Regions from separate parts of the Lactuca sativa genome. Here region 2 is linked to region 1. Evidence: chromatin contacts called from public Hi-C data. All regions are on one chromosome and are shown on one strand. The core of a region is the stretch at or near the end of the contact, and the rest is flanking DNA. Distances in the headings are between cores, read along the strand shown.

The links. Hi-C and Micro-C count contacts between places; a contact is called where the count stands out from the background.
Region 2: a contact with region 1 is called in a Hi-C map of seed, with 4 times the contacts expected there. The contact joins the promoter of LOC111899389 here to the promoter of LOC111899382 in region 1. A contact is called at or near these places in 2 of 4 Hi-C or Micro-C datasets (leaf and seed).

What each region holds. Positions count from the first base shown.
Region 1 is chr1:99,698,583-99,705,369 of Lsat_Salinas_v11, forward strand. It overlaps LOC111899382 (glucan endo-1,3-beta-glucosidase, acidic), which reads left to right and starts at 2,585. Exons shown (of 2, transcript XM_052771753.1): 1 at 2,585-2,739; 2 at 6,549-6,787. The coding sequence starts at 2,679. It also overlaps the pseudogene LOC111899446.
Region 2 is chr1:99,842,003-99,849,607 of Lsat_Salinas_v11, forward strand. LOC111899389 reads left to right here and starts at 2,377. Exons shown (of 7, transcript XM_023895231.2): 1 at 2,377-2,673; 2 at 2,984-3,093; 3 at 3,215-3,364; 4 at 3,438-3,607; 5 at 3,869-3,979; 6 at 4,078-4,122; 7 at 4,202-4,607. The coding sequence starts at 2,574. The coding sequence ends at 4,361.

The sequences.
Region 1 (6,787 bases), core at 1,335-3,834:
GTGATAATATTGACCTGGAACATGTATATAAAAACTTATATTATTATTCCTGATGTTAAAAATGACTTTGAAGGACATATATGTAAACTTACTGCATTTTGGCCATTTTGTCGGGGTCTCCTGTAGATGGGAATTTTCCAAGTTCAACATCCATGTTTGCCTCTTCTTACTCATCGTCATCTTCTTTGCTCTTTTGATTGGTTGGGATGGCTGCTGAAGTTGAGGTCAACCTGAATCTTGATTTTGGTTGGTTTAAAGGATGAATACTGCTTTCCAAATCATCTTTTTGGGAGTTGATATTTGGTTTATATGATAGAGTTTGCGCCACAATCTCATCATGAGTGTCAGGGGAATCAACCAAGGATTCATCTAATTCCTCAAATGCTACTTCAACAGGATCTTTTGATTGCTTCATGAAACCTTGTAGAACAACTGTTACAAATGGTATCCTTTAAGATTTAGCGACTGAGTTGCTTTTGTAACCATTGAATGACACTATGCTTGAGAAAACAAATATACTTTGAAAAATCTTGAATAAAGAGGTGCTTTATGTGTTTAATTTTAGCATTAAAACAACAATGTAAGGCAAAATTTAGGCAAAAATGTTTTGTTTTTGCAATCAGAGATGTTTCTTTGATACTAACAGTCAAGATTCGTAGCTTCAAAATCATTTTAGTTAGATTTAAGTAATGTGAAAGTACTGACCAAATATATAACCGAGAACTCCTTGCTTTTGTTCCCTATCGAAAACGATGAAACCTACAATGGTGATTGATAAAGTTTCCACCAGCTCCCTTTTATCCTCACTCGCGACCCAAAATCCAAAAACCTAAAATATGCATTGACAAATAAGCGTGATCAAACTATGTATAAAAGTACATATGCATGTAAAAAGAATTTTTATTCATCATCATGATAATCAAGAAAAAAACTCACTATGGTTGGAAGAAAAGAGAGAAATCAATCTCAATCATAGATACAGACAACTACTCACAAAAGATGATGCCAAATCCAAATCCAAATCACAAACTCGATGTAACTGAACAAACAAATAGCAAATCAAAATACTACCTCACTCTGTTCATAAGAGTATCATAATTCATCAGCAACACCACGAACTCACGATGAGCGAAAACTAGAAGAGAAAGCCCTTCCAACTCTAGCAGCGACTAGGGATGCCAGGAAATCAGGAATAACAAAACTAAAAATCGAATGGAATGTTTATAAGAAACGAAGTTACAAAATTACAATACTTGATGACACAAGCAAATATCTAATCATATAAAGTGTTAGGCTATATAACACTATTATTTTAATCAATAGAATTAAGACTTCAATTGACAGGGGATAGACTTTTACCCTTTCAAGGAGTGACACATTCTTCTGTGACACCTAAATTATATTCATAGCAATTTCATCCAAAATTACCTCAAATTTATTCAAATTTCATCAATTGTAACATCAATTCACAGCTAGTACTATCATCTAACACATATAACACATAACAATGGCCTAAAATTATGCAATTCATCCACAAAAGTTCAAATTTACCTCGAAGTTAATCGGATTTGTAAGAATAAGAGCTTGAATGACCACCATAGTTTTCTAGCAACCAACAGATCAAAAGGCGTTGGCGGGAAACCACGAGTCAACGAGGAAGGGAGACAGACCGAGAGGAAAGCCACGCGGATGTTCTTCGTCGTTGCTTCAAGTAAACTTTCGTGAGAGGCGATACAGGTAAAAGAGGCGATGCAGGTGGACAGTGGTGGAGGTGATTTCCATGGCGTAGGATGGAATTGAGTCAATGCGTTGTGATTTAGGGCTTTGGGAGGAAATCGTGTTTAGGGCTTTCAGACGGAATGAAATTAAAATGAGTGAACGTAAAAGAAAAGTGAGCGGAATGAGAGAAAAAAAAAGTGTGGGCCTTTCAGCGATGGATTGACGAGGCCCAATAAAAAAAACTCGTGTTTTTAAGAAATCTGTCGTTGTTCCCTAGCTAAAAATTTGTTAACTTGCGACAGATTAGCAAGGGATTTCTTTTTGTAGAAAAAGTTAGATCAATCCGTCGCTGAGCCCTCAATAACCCATCACTGAATTTCTAAAACTAATTGAGTTGAAGGATTTTGTGAAATCCATAGTTGATCCCTCGGAAAACATTCGCTAATTAGCTACAGATTCTGTCGCTAATTTCGTCGCAGAATGTTAGGTTTCTAGTAGTGGTGGGGTAGGATATTGTTCTTTTCTTTTTGAATTATTGTTGAAATATTGAATTCAATAAAATAATGGAAAAATAAACAAAAAAGGCAATAGTCTTTTTAAAATTATTAGGAATAAAACCAAAGGAATTTTTTGAGTATAAACCTTTAATACAAGTTAAAAACTTTTTTTACTTTATTTATCGTTTTTGAAAAAAAAACAAGGACCAATTTTGCATTGTTGTCTATAGTATATAGACAAAATGAAACACTGTATCATAATCATAAAAATAAACAAACATATCTGAATATATTTGGCATATGAAAAGTTTAAATGTCTTTATCAAACTGAAACAAGAAAAACTACAAAAGAAAATATTAATAATAATAATAATAATAATATAATGAAACACATCCACCCCTCCTGTGACTAAAGTCTATATATAGTTTAGATGTCAATGACAAATTCCATAAACTGAACTTATGGCAATGGCACCACAACTCTTGCTACTTGGCCTGTTCATTAATCTACTCATATTCACAGGTATGTCTTCCTTTCTCTCATATATATATATATATATATATATATATATATATATATATATATATATATATATATATATATATATATATATATATATATATATATATATATATATATATATATATATATATATATATATATATATATATATATATAGTTTATTTGAGACATCTAATTTTGTGAGACCGTAAGACTAATTTTTTTACTGAAATATTCTAATATTGTAATGCTCGTAAAAATATAATATATGTAATATTCTAATACTACGGACGTGTTCGGCAAAATTAGCTGGTAGCTGGTGACTTGTAGCAGATAGCGGGTAGCTTGTAGCGTTTTGTTAAACGTTACATGAAGTAGCATTTGGATTTGAAGCGTTTTGTTTCAACTAAACGCTAGAAGATTGTAGTGCCGAACGCGGCTTTCTGTTCAAAACGGAGCGTTTTGTCAAACACTAAAAGCTAGAAACTCTCAAATGCTTTGTGCCGAACACGCCCTATATGTTTTAATAATATTTCAATATAAAATATGATAATAATATTGTTTTAGAATATTAAATATTACATATATTATATTTTAACAAACAATAGAATATTGTAATATTTAACTAGAAAAAAAATGATTTCACGGTTTCACAAAAATATGTCAGATTCTCAATTTAAATAAATCAATTTGTTGATTTTACAAAACTAACTTATAAGTAATCAAAACGTTAAAATATTATAAAATTAAATTGAAATATATTTCAATTCATATGTAAATTTCATTAAATTAATTTGTGAATGGTCAAATAGGTAAAATAATAACTCGGATTCACATTGTGAATGTTAAAATTAAAATATTTACAGTTTATATTTACAGTGTAAATCTGAACTGAGAGTTTTTTTTAATCGATGTTGATGTTTGTTAATAGATGACAAAAAATTGATATTTTTTGTATAGCTAGTATTTTTTTTTTTTTGATAAAAATAAACCTAAATATTGAAAAAATAAACAACAAAACGAAATGAGTTTTTTTCGAAAAAAAATGTCTTTTATTTATCAACATGGATCTCTATGAAAAGAGGACGAAAATTTGTGAACAACGGTATATTCTGTTTTTTTTTAAATGTGATTGTTTTGGTATAATCAAGTGTATGTACAATCATTCCCTTAGTCGTTGATCATTACGATTTTTTATGCTCACTATTATTTGTTTGATTCATTGTTAATAATGATTTTATATTTAACCTCATCCATATATACATATATATATATATATATATATATATATATATATATATATATATATATATATATATATATATATATATATATGGGAAGGGTTATAGGAAAACAAAAAAAAAAAAACCCTGAAAAAACCCTAAAAATCATAAAAATACATAAAAAAATACTTAGAGATCACAAATATTTTTTTTTGACATTTTTTACCTAAAAATCGCAGGTTTATTTAAAAAATCGCTGAAAAAAAAAATTCGATATTTTTTTTTGGTTTTTTTTTTAAATTTCAGCGAAAATAAAGAAAAAGCTGCGAAAATTCATAATATAAAATCAAAAAAAAAAAGAAAAAAGATTTGTGATGTCTAAGTATTTTTTATGTATTTTTATGATTTTTAGGGTTTCTTTTTTTTCCATAGAACCTAAACCATAACGGATATATATATATATATATATATATATATATATATATATATATATATATATATATATATATATATATGTGTGTGTGTGTGTGTGTGTGTGTTTTATATATTTTAACTACTTAATAACGGAAAAACGTGACTTAAAAGACATTAACTTAACTTGAACTGAAGTCAAACTTAATAGGATGGGTGAAGATTTTCAATTTTTTTTAATTTAAATGGGTCAATTTATTTAACCCATTTGGTGAAAACGTATTGAAGGATGTTAAAATGTTCAATTTGATTTTAATTTGTCAACTCGTTTGTATTTGATTTTATATTAATTTTTTATATATACTTTTTATTCGGCTTTATATCCTATTTAACTTTGTGTTAGCTCTTTGTTTTACTTGTATTTTAAAAATAAAATGGGTTAAAACATATTTAATTTGTTTATTTAAGACGAAGTAAATCCATTTACTCAGCATGTTTTATTGGGTTGTGAAATCTCAATTCATTAGATTATACATATTACATATTAGATATTAGATTTGGTTGGGTTGATACTTTAAGTCAAACTAGTTAAATTCAATTTTTATACATAGTGTGGTTTGCAGTCTAAGTTGTGGTTCTATTTCTATGTGGTTCGGTATGGTTTCTAAGACCCCAAAACCAATTGATTGTAGTTATATATATTTGGGCTTATACTAAATCAAACACAAATATAAAGAGGCTTTGTTGTGAGTTAGTGACTAAAATGTTAGAAAATATTGAAACTCCATTTTCAAAACGAGTTAAGATAATATTTTTGTACCCAAATATACACTTCGTAATTCATGAAATTAATTCTTGATAAATTTTCTGAATATATCAAAATAATAGCCACAGTCATAGTGTTATTATTACCATTAATGGTTTTTTCATGACAAGCTTAAGATTTTAAAAGCATATAATAGTATTATTTACATATTAAAAAAAACATATGGATCAGTCTTTGGTATGTAGTTTTTACGAATGGTATGATACCATTTTTTCGTGCGGTATATAATGCAAAACCGTATCACACCATAAATACCAGATTTTACGAAATAAGAAAACACAACTTTCCTTATTTGTTCAATTTTGCCTTTTTTGTTACAACTTTTTCAATTTTTTTTTTCATTTTATAGTTCGATTTTTTCTCACCTTAATAGTCATTTTTTATTAATATCTTATTTTTCTTATATAATAATTGGTATTCTATCCTTCATATATACACCCAACAAATTTTGTTATCGTTAATTTTATTAGCAACTTAATGTAACCAATTGTTTACTACAAAATGTTTTATTTACAACCAGTTTTATTATTTTTAAGATTACGAATAACTAAACAATATATTTTTTTTTAAAACAAACTAGGATTTTATTAATTTTAGTATATGATTATATAAAAAATATAAAAGATAATAAACTTAGGGTTCATATATGTTTTTTTGACATAGTATTATTATAAGTTTATCAAATTATTAAAATTTTTATTTTAATTCTTACAGAATACAACTCAATAAAAATACGGATAACATTCTGACAGAATGAGAATAATTAAGAAAAGTGTATAATAATCTTATAGACGATTTAATTAGTGAAAATGCTTAATAATTAAAATAATTATATAAGATTGAACGTATTCATATTATCAAACACCATATTTTCTTTGTAATTATCACAGAATAACATTATCCACACGTCCACACAATAGATGTTAGTCCACATTTGAACCTCTCTCTCTGTATATATATATATATATATATATATATATATATATATATATATATATATATATATATATATATATATATATATATATATATATATGACAATTTTGTAAAATAAAAAGAATAAAAAGTTTGACAAAATTTATAACAAAATTTAAAACTTGAGACCAAAATATAAATATGCAAATGACTAACATTTCAAACACATAAACCCTTACTAAAGACGGTTTAAAAAGTTTGTTTCATAAAGTAGTAATGATCCTCACACAAAAGACTATCTCCTTGCATAAATTGATACAAACTAAAACAAAGATGTCCAAATATGCATTCTAAGTTCTAACCATATTTTTTTTTCAATTTAGTAAGATAGTTAAACATAAATACATAAAAAAAATATAAAATATCTAACAATTTAATTACTTGATGCAAAACAGATACACAAGCACAACAGATCGGAGTATGCAACGGCCGGCTAGGCAAAAATCTTCCATCGGAAGAAGAGACAGTAAACTTTTACCAGAGGAACGGCATAACCAGGATGCGAATCTACGATCCAAATCCAGTCACTCTCCGAGCCCTCCAGAGAACCAACATCGAACTCATACTTGACGTTCCAAATATTGAACTTGAGTCCCTCACAAATCCATCCAATGCAAGAACTTGGGTTCAAAAC
Region 2 (7,605 bases), core at 1,127-3,626, 140 kb after region 1:
TAGCCCTAACATTTACGTATAAATTTGCATTTATCCCTAATATTTACGTATAAGTTTGCATTTAGCCCAACATCTTTTTGTTCCCCATCTGACATTATTTTTTAGAATTTTTTTTTTCATTTTATTCATTGTCCAGTCACGAATAGATATTTTAAAACGTAGCATCTTAAAATGAAAAAAAGAAAAAGACAAATGCAAGAGTCGAAACTACGACTTCTCTTTGAGGGGCGGAGCGTGTTAGCTACTAAGTCAATGACTCTTTTTTTTTTTTATATTATCAGTGTTTGTTGTATTTTAATGTGCACATATATTTTAAAATGAAGGAAAACTACCTAGTGTAAGTCTTGAGTATGTGACATCTAATAAACAATATGACGTGCTAATCTTTGAGTCAATCAAAATTGTTAATTGATTCATAACTCATCTAAGAAACAATTGACTATTTCTAATGACATATTTGTTGAGAAACAAAATATTTCTAAAGAGTCGAAACTGCTACTTCTCCTTGAGGGGCGGTGCATGTTAATTAGTAAGTCAATAACTCTCTTTTTTGTATTATAAGTGTTGTTGTATTTAATGTACACATGTATTTTAAAATGAAAGAAAACTTAGTGTAAGTCTTGAGTCCGTTACATCTAATAAACAATATGGCATACTAATATTTAAGTTAATCAAAATTGTTAATTCATTTGTAACTCATCTAAGAAATAATTTGTTATTTCTAATGACATGTGTACATTAAATACAACAAACACTAATAATACGAAAAAAGACTCATTGACTTACTGGCTAATATGCCCCGTCCTCAAGAAGAAGTCGCAATTTTGACTCTTGCCTTCGTTTTTTTCTCTTTCATTCTAAGTTATTTCGTTTTAAAATACCTATGTGTGACTGGTCAATGACTAAAATGAAAAATTGTGACGTCCCCAAATTTCCAATACAAAAAAAATCATTATTGTAAATAAAAAACCATTTCACACATTTAAATAAAACATAGTTTAACAGTCATTTTGAAAACAAATACATTTATTCCAAAATAAATAAAACAACGAAAGTTTTATATGCCGATGTGTGTGTACAGTCATGCAATGGCCTTCACTTTATTTGAAGAAGTACCTGAAAAATATTTATATTCCACTGGGTAAGCATAAAGTTTAGTGAATTCCCCAATATATCATATACCACAATACATATACATGCATACAAACAAATGACTCCCATACGTTGGTCGTTCCACCATTAATAAGTGTATTTCGACTTAAGGCCTACTTGCCATTTCGTCGTTAACACTCGGGTCTATAGGCTCCCGACTCAACTGTCGTTCCGCCAACAACCCCTACACTACTATGAATATAATAACATATATACACATAGATACACATAACATACATAAACACATATTAAAATACATAATATAGTGAGATAACTCATATGTTTTGCAAAACATCAATCACAAACTACTAAAACGTTGATATATTCTCCTAATGTGAACCTCGTATTATACACGTATTTGAGTGAATAATATACTATTAGAAAGTATAAGTATACAAAAGTAGTTCTTGGCTGGATTTTAGTAGTATGTGTTCTTTCTTCCAAGATCTACACATACATATATAGTATGTATAGGAATGAAATAAGTGGGATTCATAATTGCCTTCCAGTGTGTTCAATCGATTACTGGCACTAGCTCACACAATATACGGAGTGGAAACCAACTTTTCTTAAAGGAAAATGATGTTAGCTTTCATTTGGCACCGACCACTCACCCCCACTTGCCGCCACGCGCTGCCGGAGTGTCTGGTGGTCCGGCTGCCGGCTAAATGGCGCATTTTTATATCCCAACTTTATAAATCCGCAAGTTCTTCATACGAGCTCCTTTTTCGACGTTCTATATATTTATGCGTAGCTATTGAGGAGTATTACAACTTTCATTTAGATTGTTTCAAGTAAAAATGAATATATTTTTACATATCATTTTATAAATAAGAGTATACACTTTTATTTAATAACAAAACTTGATTTAAGTGCCAATTATTTGAATTATGAGATGACCTACCTTTAAATACTTGTATAGTTATGTTTTCTTAAAGTAATACATAATATATTCTTGAATTATATAAAATATATAATTATTTATAATTTTTATAACGATCGGTTTTATATAAAAAATACTAAAAACGAATGTTACCACAATTTTCAAAAAAATAATAGCAAATGGGAACATAAAAATATTGAGGGTAATTCATAGCTAAATGATGGGGTCAAATGCAATTATAAGGTAATATAATGGTAAATGATTAACCCAAAAAAAACAAAAAAACTAAAACACAACAAACTTGTATATATAATTTCACATTTTGTGGCATAAACCTACACTACTAAAACAAAATAGTAGAGTTTGTAGGGTTACACTTTCTTTGAAAACAAACCCAATTAATCCTTCCCCAACTAGGTTTTCACATTTTGTGTTTTACAATGAAAACTAGTCATTCAGAGTTGTAAGTCCTGATATATGGTATCAGTAAGCACCTAAAAGATTATTATTCAGCTGATCGACACTCTTTTCTTCTGCAATGGAGGTAGATATATCAGAGGTCTTAAGGGTACTCGATTTTTCACTTTCTCGAACTAACTGGCGTCTCAGAGCTTCATCAAAACGTCGTCTTGAGACAGGTTATAACCCCTTCATGCTTCCCTTAGAAATACAATAATATATATATTCGCAATCGTATCTGCTGTTTTTACTCTTACTTATGTTTTTTTCGGTTTTAGGAACCCTAATTGAGCAATTATCTTTCACGATCATGAAAAAAGTTCAAACCATGATACAATTGTTAGAACTATAATTCATAGCACTACTTCAACATTCGCTAAAATACCCCAATAATGAGAAATAGGGTTAATATTCTGGATCAAACTCAATAACAGCAACTTGTTGTCAATGAACTGATAGCAACATTTGCTTACATGTATATTTCGGCAGATATCCTGGCATTATGCACTGGAATGAGACCAGTAATAATGATAGACTATGGTGGAAAGATGCCTGAATTGAGAGAAAGACTATGTTCATTTCTAAAGCTTAACAAAGAGGTTTCATTACAACTTATATCTTGAATCGATATTATAACATCTCTGCATTATTGTCAGAAACTCAGCTTTTCAAGTTTCAGAGATGTTTTTAACTATTGTTTCTTGTGGTTTTTGAATGCAGGAGTCTTCTATCTTTGAAAACTTGAGAGTCATGGTTATTGAAGATATGATATATCTAATACATGTCAAAGCGATTGCAGATTTTATGAAATCAACAATAAACAAAGAAGTCAACCTGCATTTTGTTGACCTTGAACATGATCCACCAAAGGTTAAAACTTAAAAATATAATTCACAAAGTTGTATTTATTTTCCAATTTCTTATTTTAAATCAATTAATCCAGATGATACCTGAGGTTGAAACGAGTTCTATAGGAGCACAATTCATATCACTTCAGAAGCTGTTTTCATCATTCTTTTCTACTGATGTAATAACAAATAATGATGTTTCTGACTTCATTGATCTCACTCATTTTATGCAAGATACTCTCATCACTTTGCCAACTCTAAATGGGTAATTAATTCATCCACCTTCAACATCTGTCTTGAAATATTAGAATTATATTTGACGATTATACCCTTCTAGTAGCATGATTCTTAATAAAAGGCTAAGGTAGTGTTTGTGTTTGGTAAGCAGTAATCAAATATGGAATGAGATGTAGTATTACAAAGGGATGAAGAAATCATGTTTCTTTTCCAAATATACCCTTATATGCTCAGTTCCCTTTGTATACCCTTGTATGTCCTTTTATGTCATTTTACATTTTTGTTACAGGTGGCTTCTTGGTTACCCAGTGGTGTATATTTTTGGGAAGGATCATATAGAAGATGCTGTATATAATCTTTCCACCAAATCACTACATCTTTTTAACATTTTTGTCCAAAGGTTTTTAATTTCTGGTCTATTTTACCCCTTATATTATGTAAAGTTGCAAACTTTATGCTCTAGTTTTAACTTTGGTGTATATTATTATTAAACTTTAGGAACAGTAGCTCCAGTAAAAAACCTTCAGAAGAAGAATTAATGAGGTAAGAATCTTTTTAACTATTTTCAATTTTTTTTTTGGTTCATTGTTTATTGTTGTTTATATATTTTTGGTGGAAACAGTTTTTCTGTACCTTATGATCTGAGCATAGATGGGGATAATGAAGTGTGGGCAGAGGTGTTCCTTGTAGGCATGAGGGCAAAATGGGAAGAATGTAAAAATGTTTGGGGGTCATTGAGAATGGAAGTTAGTGCTACTTATCCACAAGCAATTGCATTGTAATAACTATTTTCAGTTGATATGGTTGTTGTATGTTGTCCAAAGACCAAAGGGCAAAATAGTCATTTATACTTTTGAAGATGTTTTGGTTTGGTGAGTCAACTTAGGGATGCAACATAGAGATAGTACAAACATAGAGAACAAGAATTGATGACTCGTGTTATATGATTTTTATTCAACAATTCGGGTTGTGTATTGATTATTTAATATTGTAATTGGGAGTAGTTGAATTTGTTTGGATTTTCTTTATTTTTTGGAGAAATTAATGTATTATATAAGGATTAAATATATGACTTGTGGAATCACTAAGATTCATCTTGTTTATGTAAAACAAAAGGTTGTTAAACATTGAGGACTAAAAACGTTAGACGTTGAAACGATGCTCTAAAAGGAGGATTGTTTATGATCATAATCAATATTTGAAAGGTTTCGACATTTAGGAATGATAAAAATAATAAATATAAATAAATAAATAAATAACATTAAAAGAACAACAGTTTCATCTTGTAGGAAAAGCCAAAAATAACATCACAGTCTAATTATTTCATCTTGGAACCACCTAGGCCATGTCCTAAGTCCTTTTAGCACATTATAAAACCTCTAGAAACAATAAACTTATTCTTATACTTAATCTTCTAATAATAAGTATTTATTGTTATATTTTTATTTATTAAAAAAATACTAATTAGGCTGCATTAAAATGATCTGGCCCTCCTCTACTTTTTTTTTTCCTTGTGAAGTATGTTTCTTTCAAAGAACACAATGTTAGGTGAGATATAGGGTTGTGGCCTTGTGGGGCAGATTGATTAAAAAATAATTAAATTTATTATTATTATTATTATTATTATTATTATTATTATTATTATTATTATTATAGGGAGAGAGAGAGAGAGATGTAATATCAATTGAAAAAATAAAAATGTTAAGAATGGGGAATCATTCTTAATCAAACATTTATTTTTACCGCAAAATACTTTGGCTTACCGGGTCGACGGAATATGAGTAATATATATATATATATATATATATATATATATATATATATATATATATATATATATATATATATATATATATATATATATATATATATATATGAGAAAATTTGGCAAATGACCAAAATATAAAGTGAGTTTGAAGAAAATGACAAAAAAAAATGAAGATTTTAGAAAATGACCACAGGTTCCGCAGAGGGGGTTCTGTGGAACCATAAACACCTCTGCGGATCTTGGTTTTTTTCATTTTTTTTTTTTGTTTTTCGTTTTCTTTTGTTTTCGTTTATTAATATTTTTTTAATCACATAAGGTATTATGTGATTATTATGTAAAAAAATTGTTTTCGTTTTTCCTTTTTCTTATTTAATTACTCGTTATTAAAAGTTGTGTGTTAAATAAAAATTATACAAATATTCTATGTTTTTTTATAAAATTACACACACCGGTATTCTGAATAATAAACATACTTTAAGTAGGTTACAAAACATATTTTAGAAAACACTAGGTGTGAGACCCATGTATTATACGGGTTTATTAAAATAAAAAATTAATATAAATATTTAAACATTAAATATTTTATAAAATAATACTTTTATATAGCATAATGTAATTTTTTGGAACATTTATAAAAGAAATCAGATATTCTTTAGAGCATTTATGAAACTTTATTATCAAATTAATAGAATGATTCTCTTTCCTTATATGAAATTTTATTTTAAAAAAAATACAAATTCCCAAAAAATGACAAGTGGAGAATAATAATTCTAAAACTTCCACAAAATTACATGTGGCAAAACTATTGAGAATTTGACAAGTGACAAAAAAAACCTTCATTTATTAAAGAAGATGTAATTTTTTGGAACATTTATAAAAGAAATCAGATATTCTTTAGAGCATTTATAAGACTTTATTATCAAATTAATAGAATGATTCTCTTTCCTTATATGAAATTTTATTTTAAAAAAAATAGAAAATCTCAAAAAATGACAAGTGGAAAATAATAATTCTAAAACTTCCACAAAATTACATGTGGCAAAACTATTGAGAATTTGACAAGTGGCAAAAAAACTTTTATTTATTAAAGAGGATAAACATACAACATTCATAATAAACATACTTTGAAATAAACTTTATTGAAGGCTCTGCGGAATCTTTGTTTTTTGATTTATTTTATTTTTTTTTGTTTTTTCGTTTTATTTTTTGTTCATTTTCGTTTATTAATATTAATTTTTTTTAAATACACTAATACCTTATGTGATTATTATGTAAAAAATTTGACAAAAAAGGTTAAAAATAATGAAATGTTTTATGTAATACGTTTGCCTCTGAGAAATCGAAATACCTCTGTGGATCTTGAGTTTTTTAATTTTTATTTTTTCGTTTTTTCAATTTTTTGTTTTCGTTTTGAGTATTGCTTTTTTCGCTATTGGATTCGAAAGAGCAATACTCAAAATGAAAACAAAAAATAGAAAAAAAAAATTAAAAATTAAAAAACTCAGGATCCGCAGAGGTGTTTCGATTTCTCAGAGGCAAATGTATTACATAAAACATTTCATTATTTTTAACTTTTTTTGTCAAATTTTTTACATAATAATCACATAAGGTATTAGTGTATGTAAAAAAAATAATATTAATAAACGAAAATAAACGAAAAAAAAAATTTTAAAAATCAAAAAACAAAGATTCCGCAGAGCTGTAAAGGATCCGCAGAGACTTTAATGAAGTTTATTTCAAAGTATGTTTATTATGAAGGTTGTATGTTTATGTTTTCTAAAGTATGTTTTGTAACCTACTTAAAATATGTTTATTATTCAGAATACCTGTGTGTGTAATTTTATAAAAACACATAGAATATTTGTATAATTTTTATTAAACACACAGCTTTTACAAACGTGTAATTAAATAAGAAAAACAAAAAACAAAAGCAATTTTTTTTACATAATAATCACATAATAACTTATGTGATTAAAAAAATATTAATAAACAAAAAAAACAAAAAAAAAATGAAAAAAACTAAGATCCGCAGAGGTGTTCACATACCGCAGAGGTGTTTATGGTTCCGCAGAACCCCCTCTGCGAAACCTGTGGTCATTTTCTGAAATCCTCATTTTTGTGGTCATTTTCTTCAAACTCACCCTACCTTTTGGTCATTTGCCGAATTTACTATCTCTCTCTCTCTCTCTCTCTCTCTCTCTATATATATATATATATATATATATATATATATATATATATATATATATCAAAAAGTC